Regions from separate parts of the Mus musculus genome. Here region 1 is linked to region 2. Evidence: chromatin contacts called from public HiChIP or PLAC-seq data. All regions are on one chromosome and are shown on one strand. Each heading gives the region's core, a stretch centred on a gene start, on an enhancer-like site or on the middle of the called end of the contact. The rest is flanking DNA. Distances are from core to core; before and after follow the strand shown.

The links. HiChIP or PLAC-seq counts read pairs in DNA pulled down with a chosen protein or histone mark.
Region 1: a contact with region 2 is called in an H3K27ac HiChIP or PLAC-seq map of trophoblast stem cells, with 15 read pairs. The contact joins two enhancer-like sites. A contact is called at or near these places in 6 of 39 promoter capture datasets (cranial neural crest, fetal liver, frontonasal cranial neural crest and 3 more), 3 of 484 Hi-C or Micro-C datasets (the 3T3-L1 cell line, nephron progenitors and pancreatic cancer cells), 4 of 115 datasets of contacts at active chromatin or transcription factors (embryonic stem cells, pancreatic cancer cells and trophoblast stem cells) and 3 of 9 other capture datasets (adipose tissue, embryonic stem cells and pancreatic islet).

Annotation. Positions count from the first base shown.
Region 1 is chr3:102,190,530-102,195,423 of GRCm38.p6, reverse strand. All of the region lies in intron 2 of Vangl1 (VANGL planar cell polarity 1), which reads left to right. Among named protein-coding and RNA genes, the nearest start is that of Gm16160, 11 kb to the left of the region's middle. Within about 2 kb of position 1,588, at least 117 of the 459 cell types and tissues checked have an H3K27ac peak or open chromatin away from gene starts, as enhancers often do. A contact at or near this core is called in trophoblast stem cells, where this site is marked.
Region 2 is chr3:102,101,609-102,106,094 of GRCm38.p6, reverse strand. All of the region lies in intron 1 of Casq2 (calsequestrin 2), which reads right to left. Among named protein-coding and RNA genes, the nearest start is that of Casq2, 17 kb to the right of the region's middle. Within about 2 kb of position 2,049, at least 48 of the 459 cell types and tissues checked have an H3K27ac peak or open chromatin away from gene starts, as enhancers often do. A contact at or near this core is called in trophoblast stem cells, where this site is marked.

The sequences.
Region 1 (4,894 bases), core at 339-2,838, 90 kb before region 2:
GGAAAGCTCTTTAAAGATAACGCTCTTGTTTTAAGGAAGTGTTTTAATGCCATTGTTTTAAGGAAGTGGGCTTCTGTCTGGTTCTTTTGGAAACTTCACTTTATTTTCTAAACATCCCTGAATTGCTTGTGTGCTTCGCTGGATCTTCAGTGAGGACAGAAGGCTCTGGGTGTGGGTGCTTCAAGAGCGGGGGAGGGGAAAGCCTATAGTGACATTCTACAGCCCCGATTCCGAGAGAGCCCTGGTTTTAAAAATAATCACAGATTTCGATCTGTAGACGAACTTGACAGATTTATTATAAAATACCAGAAACAGCTGTTTTCAAATACCTGCTTTTTAGACCTAACTAGAAAAAGCAGCTGGCTTACTGCGGTGTTGGACTTCCTCTTCCAGATGGTATGAATAGGAATTCGGGTTTCCTCTGGGGCTGGGGCTGAGCAGGAAGGATAGCTTGCAGAATTCTGAATGGAGCCAGCTCTGGCTTCTTTCATCGGCACACCCACCAAGACTTGCACACTTCCAGGCCCCTTGCTGCTTCCTGCTGCTTCCCTGGACCTCCTGGGGACCCAGAAATGGATTCTCTAGTGCTGTTATGGGAACTGTAAGAGACTATAACTTTCAATTAAGATGACATGCAGAACGCTTAGTTCTGTCTTGATCCCTTGTGGAAAGTACTTGGCAAATGTGAGTCGGAGCTGAGGCTTTTAATCAATTGATCAAGGAACGTTGCAGCGCGCCTGCCTACCGGGAGGAGCGCTGAGTGGGGCTCCGGCTTCTCTGCAGTTGAGCAGGGAATATTGCAGAGTGCCTGTTCCAAGTGGAGCAGAGTGAGGGGGCCTGAGCTGTGGGGCTGTGTGTGCTCTTGGTGCATCTTTGAAGCCCCTGTGCCTCCTGGTGCATTTGAGGGAGGACCACAGAGGTCATAAGAATTCAGGGGGCAGAGGTTGTATACACTCACAGTAAGTAGGTGCTGTGGAATGCATAGCCTGGGCAAGAAGAGTGTCCATCAGTGAAGGAGCCCTCCACAGGCTTGAGAGCTGGCGGTCTCAGGCATTTCTTGTCCCAGGAGGGCCCTGTGAAGGCTACTCTGCTTGATGATTTGTGGGGAGTTTAAATGGAGGAGTGGGAAAGAAAGGGACTTGGTCTTTTGGTGATTTGAGCACAGCTCCGACTCAGAAAGGAATAATAATGTAGTGCCTGATGACACTGATTGTCTTAGAGGGTTGGCCGCTTTCCAATCCTGTTTGCTGACAAAGAGGTCACTGATGCCTGCGGTCCCCAGAGAGTGTCCAGTTAGCTTTGTTGAGAGAGTGTAGAGACTACAGCCAATCTCGTCTGACCCGTAGTCAGCAGCAGCTGGAAGCAGTAAGCATCATCTCGGGAGTCTCCCTCTCCCGTGCTCACAACAGTCCTAGCAGAGCCGGAGTTGGGAGCTCCCGTTTTATAGGTGATGAAACTGAGGCACGGGGAGGAACAAGGTTCCCAGATACTGGCAGGCCAGGAAGACCCTCTGCAAGACTCAGGCTTGTGGGCCCTTCGGAAGAGAATGCCGCCTTTGAAAGGGAACGTGACTAATGTGCTATAAAATGCATTGTTCTAAAGGGCTGCCCGGGCAGTGGCAGATTCCGAGGACTCTGAGCCTGTTTGTTCCACCCTCAGCGGGAGGACAGGTAGTGAGTGGGTGGTGGGAGAGGAGGAAAGGGAGGAGTAACAAGGGGGGGCGGGAGGGGGGCTGGGAGAGGGGGTGGCTTTCCCCATTTAGAAACAGACAAGCAACAGAACAGGAGGAAATGGCCTGCCCAGGAAGTGCTGACTGTAAGTAGGGACAGTGTGGGAATTGCAGGCATTCCGGCTGGGGCTTGGGGGGTTGCAGCAGCCCTCCAGGGCTCAGCTAACAAATTACCTAAATAATGATGCATTTACCTGCGCACACGGTTGCCTCTTGCATGCTGCAACTTGCGCTCCCCACCCTCTCATGCATGTGTGCGTATGGTGCACAGATATACTTATCTTTGCACTGACAGAATTATCTTTGCACTGATAGACTTATCTTTACTCCTGTGGGCCGAGGAAGCAGGAAGACAGATTTAGCGATAAAGACGAAGATTCCTAGGGCTTCCCAGAAAAGGGCCCCCAGGTGATCCTGACCGCTTAGGCAGTTAAATCTTAGCTGTGTCCTAATGCTCCATTTATTGACTTATTAAACCATTTACTCTCCCCTGGACTCTTACTTATTTCTACACTCTTCGACACATCTTCATCCTTGGGGAACCCTCTCCTAGGATAATGGGCAGCCACAGATAGATGTCGCTTAAACTTACATCATCCTTTTGCTATCCCAAGCTGGCCTCAAATTCTGTATGTCACCAAGGGTCACAGGTGTGTACCAGTATGTCTGGTTTATGTGGTGTTAGGGATTGAACCCAGGGCTTCAGCAATGCTAGGCAAGCCCTCTACTGACTGAGCTATAGCTCCCTCTCCCTGTTCCTGCCTCCACAGTTACAGGGATGAGTGTTTAGGTATGTTCTGCAGTCAAATGACCTCTGAGAGGTTTGTCGTTCTATAAACTAGAAAGCACTGGATGGATGGATGATCAGCAGTGTTGTTCTTGGACATCACTGCTAAGTCCTGGTCTGGCTTGGAGACCTGCCCAGAGCAGTCACTCCCTTCCACAGTGAGGTAATACAAGAGCAGCTCTCTTGGTGCAGCGCTGATAGGACCCTCATTATTCTGGGTTACTCTCAGTCAGGATTGCATCCTGCCCTATGTCCATGCAATACTAAAAAGAAAAGCTTGTTTTTATTTATGTGTATGGGTCTGTGTAAGTGTCTTCAGGTGCCGAGGGAACCCAGGAACAGGAGTTACAGGTATTTGCCAGTCTCTGGATGTGGGGTGCTGGGAACAGAACTCAGATCCTCTAGGAGAGCAGTAAGCACTCTTAACTGCTGAGCCATCTCTCCAGCCCCACTCTGTTAATAATGACACACTGTGTGTTATGGTGCTACACACCTAATTGAGCATCCATGATTTTGATAACCTGTGATTCACGAGGCGTTTTACATACACACAAACTTCCCTGAGTAGGAATCCCCACAGCCGCCCTAGAAACATGGGATGGGAAAGTCTTCCTGAACAACTCTTGCATCACCTGCATCCTGATGACCTGGGGTGCTGGTGAAAAAATGTAGATTCCTGTCATCTTCCTCCCAGACAGATTCTCGGAGGGCAGGGCCACCCAATCTCTGCAGCCCTGGTGGTTTGTCTGCACCAGGGGTCTGAGAAGTGAGAACACGGGTGTAGGGGGCAGGTGCTGGAGGATGGAATGTCCTTGGCGTCCTATACAAGATGCTCTTACCTGGCTTACGGCAGGGTTACGCGGGGAGCTGAGAGGCAAAGCTGCCCAGTGTGGGCTGTTCCCATCTCAGTGCCCTTGGGTCCTTTAAGAACCCAGCCGGGTGATCCTGGAAAGAGCACTGCAGCCATTTTTAGTCCTGGTTAGTTTCCGCCTGCTTTTCACCCCTGTGATGTTCAGGAATCAGGAACTGGCACAAAGCAAAAGGGTTTTGTTTCAGTAGAATCTTTGCTGTCACAGTATTTGACCTGTGGGAGTTTTCAATAGAGAACCAGGTTAGATAAGCATGTGACTAGGCTGGTGGCCAACATGAGTGACAAATGGGGGATCCCAGGGGAAGTGGAAGGGGTGGGGATCATTCCAGGGTCATCCAGCCGGCTGCAGGTGGAACCTGGTGAATTAACAGTTCTGGACCTAGCCTAAAATTCACTCAAATCTCCCACCCTGCTTACTGTTGCTCACAGAGAACACCCTTTGGGGTGCTGGTTTTGGACAACACACAACTAAGGCTATCCATGGTCACAGCCAACAGTGACCTCGAAGGCCTATTTCCTAACTCGGAGCAGTGAGACTGTATAGGGGGGTGAAGATGAGGGCTAGGAATATTGACCTTATGAAATCTCCAACTTATGAAGATTTAGGAAAGGAAGGGGGCCAGTGGGGGAGGGGTGAAGAAGGGTGAACATAATCAAAGTACATTATCTTTATGTATGAAAAGTACCATGGTAAAATCTCATTGTCTTATATAATTATATATGCTAGTTTTTAAAAATGAAATCGTTCCTCAAAGCAATGTCACATGGCGGTTTTGAATAGAAATGGTGGCAACAGATTTGGGATCGGTTCCTGTTCTGCTCCTTACCACAACTTTTGCAAGGTGCTTGACCTCTCTGTGCCTTAGTTTTTCTTATCTGAGAAATGGGGCAGTAATACTGGCCTCAGAATTATTTGTTAAAATTGAATGAAGTCACATACTCAGCCAAGTGCTGCGTGAAGGGGGCAGGGCAGGAGAGATTGACATCATTTGATACAGCTCTGGGTGAATAGTTAGATTCTCTGCTTATTTTACTGCCCCCCTCCCCACCTCCCCCAGTTACCTGTCTGGGAGCCATACACAGCTAACCAGAACACATCTTTGTCTAGTTATCTGGCTAAGAATGGAGTTATTGTCATGGAAACATTGTCTGCCACAAACCCTTTGTTCCTTGAAATAGTTATCCTTTCCTAGTTTGAATAGTGCCTTTCCTAGGGAGAGGTTCCCAAGATAGGAGTCTGACAATAGATCTGCCATGCAGTTTTAGGGGTTCATTGTTGTTGCTAAGTAGTAGGTTAGTAGGAGATAAATGTGTAGTGGGGAAGAGGGTTTGGTGGTGGGCCTATGGTGTGCTCATGGCTCTTTTGTGTCCTTCTCTCCAGGACATCACACTCTCTGGGATAGAGATATCACACTCTCCTTCACAAAGTTCAGACCCCATTTTTTGCCATTGGCCAAAGATGGCTGCTGTACATTGGTACTCACTCCACGCCTCTGTACTGAGCACA
Region 2 (4,486 bases), core at 800-3,299:
CCAGTAATGCCAAGTTTTTGCTTTAGTAGTTCTGGTATCTTATTAATCACAGCTGATTCTTCAGCCCCAGCTAACCAGAACTACAGAATCTTCACAATCAAAATAGCAATGGCCCTAAAAAGAGTCTTTAATTTTCTCTCTGAGATTTCACAAACCAGACCTCCATCTTCTGCAGTGTTCTCAATATTATCTTCCAAGCTCCTACACAACATCCGACAGAGCTCTTAACAACGGATGGATCTTCAAGCCCAAAGTTCCAAAGTCCTTCCACAGTCCTCCCCAAAACATGGTCAGGTTGTCACAGGAATACCCCACTCTGCTGGTACCAATTTGTCTTAGTCAGGGTTTTTATTCCTGCACAAACACCATGATCAAGAAGCAAGTTGGGGAGGAAAGGGTTTATTTGGCCTTGCCCCCTTGATCACTAATTGAGAAAATGCCTTACAGTTGGATCTCATGGAGGCATTTCCTCAACTGAAGCTCCTTTCTCTGTGACAACTCCAGCTGTGTCAAGTTGACACAAAACTAGCCAGTACAACTCCTATCAAGTTGGAGAGAGTGGTGCATCCAGGGTGTTGTCTGTCGATGTGGGAAGATGCTGTATCTCTCCATTACTTTATGACTTTTCCATTCGCATCGCAGCTCTGAGCACATAAGCCTTTGGTTTTGTTTTGTTTTGTTTTGTTTTGTTTTGTTTTGTTTTGACAAAGTGTCTCATGCAGCCCAGGCTGGCCTTGAACTTCTGATCTTCCCACCCTCACCTCCCAAGTGCTGGGGCTACTGACATGCACTGCCACACTCACTTTAGCGTGCAAATCTAGTGCAAGTTTTGTTAAATGTACATCTATTGGGAGTCGTATGCACTATAGTGGTGTATTTTTTAGTTTTGAATCTGTACTCTTTCTAGTACAAATATATCATTGCATTTTTATGTTTATCTTGTAGCTTTCTCACCTTGAACTCATTGATTCTTTCTAAGATATCTTTGCTTTTTTTGGAATTCTTGGAAACTTTCTGTGTAGATAACCATGCTAAAACTTTATCCCTTTCCCATCCATCTGATCTTGCATTTCTTTATGCTTCCTACTCGACCAATTAAAAAAAAATCTCCTTTCATTTCCTTAGGCTTCCTTACTCGACCAATGAGAGCTCTCCTGTTTTGATGACAGTACTTTGCTTCTTACCTGGTGTTTTTGTTTATTCTTGTTCCATTTTATTTATTTGCATCTGCCTTACTGATACATCTATTTTCCCTTTCTGTCCTTCCAATCCAGTTACATTTGCAGTTTGATTCTGTGCATTCTGCAACCCTCTTGGGTGTCTTATCTCCACCGAGTAACCTGGGCACTATTTGGCTCTGTGAGGGCTCCCTAAGTCCCGCTACCCTCTGTTCTGTGGCTACTTGTTAGGTTCTGCCCTTCTCCATTCCTGTGTCTTCTCTGATTGTACCTTCTCCTTCCTTCTACTCCCTTGCCACTTAGACTTCCTAAGGTCGGTTTTGGCCTATCCATGCTTCCTGGTCATCTGTTCTTTTCTCTCTTTTTCTCACTCCAAACCACTCCCCTTCCTCTTAAGACTAAGAATTCTGAACAGAATGTCACCTGAGCGCACGCTGCTCCAGGAGTGCTCAGGTGATGGGGTGGACCCCAGGAGCTGGCAACTACATCATCCTGCTTGCCCTCCAGTTTTCTCTTTCCTTGGGTTTGTCTGAAGCTGGGAAGGCTGAGTCATCACCATTAGTACCGCACTGTGACTCACTGTGAGCTTTCCTGAGGTCCCCCAAGCCAGTGTTTCTGCAAAACCTCATGGGTATATAAGTTATTGCATGCAAACCATCAGACCACGTTGTGTTTTATTTTCCTAATAAACACTCCCCCTGTTTTTATTGCCAGCCACACTGTCCTATTTACTGAAGTAAAAATCTTAAACAAATGTTCCCCTGTCAATTATTCAAAGTCACAAGACTTGGCAGTACAGTAAACTCCCTCTTCTCCAGCGTGAGCCTCTCTGACAGCAGCTCTTCAATTTCAATATGCACAAGAATGACCTGGGGCTCTGTTAAAATGGGGCTTCTTGGTCCTTCTCGCCAGAGCATAGACAATAGAGCTGAGGTGAGGCTCAGGAATGCACATTCTCTTACACTGCACAGCCACACCCGTGGTTGTGGTGCCTCAACTCTCACATCAGGCTCTGGAAAGCACAACTATTCGTGGCTGCCGATTCTGAAAGCCACATAGCACCATTCCAACTGTGCACTCCATTTAGTGAAGGGGTGAGTATTAACAATAATTTGAGAGAGAGAGAGAGACCTTTGAAATGGCCCATCGACCACTGAAAGCTCTTGCTGGCAAGTCTCACATCCTGAGTTCTATACCTGCAATCCATGTAATGGTGGAAGAAGAGAATTGATTCCACAAGGTTGACTTCTGACCTCCATTGGCATGCCAAACCAAGTGTACCCTGATGACATATAAGTATCACATCACCTTCCCTCTCTTACACACACACACACACACACACACACACACACACACACACACACACAGAGAGAGAGAGAGAGAGAGAGAGAGAGAGAGAGAGAGAGAGAGAAGGAAAGAATGACAACTTTAGGTAAAAACAAATGCGTTCCTCTCCTGGGCACATAAAGCATACTCTTTTCAGTCTTGATATCTACATGGAACTTCTGCATACTTCAGTGGTAAGTACCAATCACTACCCTGTGCCCTAGATGTATACACAGAACAGACTGTCAGATGGGCCATAAAGCCCATTATCTGATATGTACCCTCCTCCTCCCCGTCTTCTTCCTCAGCATCCTGGCTCGAAATCCCTGCAGCACCTGAATTACTACCAACACCCACTCTCACTGGACCCAAAGCCTGCCCATCTAGGCTTCGTTATCACCACCATCAGCTCTAGCACGCACCCATAACAAGCTTAGATCACAGTAGCCAGAGCTAGCAGACACCTAAGGGTACTGTGGGACTGAATAGGGTGGGTGGCTGTGGTGGAGATTTGGGGCCTCTGGGCTAACTTTTTATGTGACTGGGTCCCTGAGGACCAATCGTATCTGGGGACGCTGGAGTAGACAAACGGGCCACTGTTACTTCTTGTCTGTGGCTTGGTTTCCTCCATCCCGCACTTCTCCATCTATCCCAACCCCCTCCTTGTCTTCTCTCCCGTGAGCCAACCTGGGATGAGGACAGCAGCCCCAGCTTGTCTTTCACTCCATTCTCCTTTCTAGAATCCCAGTGGTCCCTCCCCAGGAGTGAACTTGGGCACCCGGTGTGTAATCACCAGTGTCCTGATTCTGTTCTGTGACCTTTCCCTCACTAAGGAGAAAGGCAAAGCACCTTCTGCATGCTGTGCAGTTCCTTGGAGACAGTCAGTACCTTTGTGGGTCCATGAAGGGATTGGTGCAAATACTTCAAGAGTTCAAAGGGCTTGTGAGCCAGAGAGGCAAGAAGCAGTTATCACCAAATACTGTGAGTCCTATGTGAGAAATAAGGTCTCCTCCACGTTTCCTAAATGTTCAAAAAACCTGGAATATTCTTTATACGTGCCTGTGATTTTTCTCCTGTTACCTTACAGCCATTCCTGAGCTGCCTTGTCCTGGTGGGCTGATTGATGGGTGATTTCAGAGCCTCAATTGAGAGTCCATCCTTGGGACTAGCCCTATCTGTTGGCTGGTTATGTATAGCTTCCAGAATGGAAACATTGCTCACTCCCTCTGAAACACCGGGATTTGGCTAGACTTTTGCTGATCCTTTGAACACAAATGGACTTCTAACAAAGTTCCATATAAGCAATATCATAGCTGAGATGATAAATAAATAATTCAAAACTGATAAGTGTTTCTGGCATGTCTTTCTCTTTCTGGAGTTATATTTGATAGAAAGCTATGATAATCTTCTCGCTGCTTGGATGATGAGGTCCACGTGTGTGTCATCTTTAAATAAGTAGGTGACCTATGCTTGCTAGACCCTAGTGATGAAGAGCATGGGACTTAGTGTCAACTCCTGGATTGCTGACTTTGTTACCAGCCTATGCTGTGACTTCACTGCCCAGCAGAGGCAGTAACATTAATCTACGCCACAGGATTCTTTTGAAGATTAACTGAGATAATGCATATGAAGTGCTCGACATGGTTCTTCACACACAGTAGGTACTTGATAAATGCTAAACTTCCTCCTTGGTAGTATGATAGCTGAATAGGGTTCTGGATCATTACTGATCCCCAAAATGCCAGAGCCTAGATGATCAGAACTGGAAGGGGGGAGAGTCATTGCCAGAACAGCAGGGCACAGTTAAAGGCTATGAAGTCTCAGAAGAGAGAGCTTGTGGCAGGGGTGGGGGTGGCAAGCCATACAGAGCCTGGCAGGCCGTGATGCGTGCTGTGGGTTTGGCTTCCATGCACTTTGGGTGTGTCTGAACATCCCTACATAGCCACAAGCCCTGCATGGTGTGGCCTTCTGCCCCTTCGGCC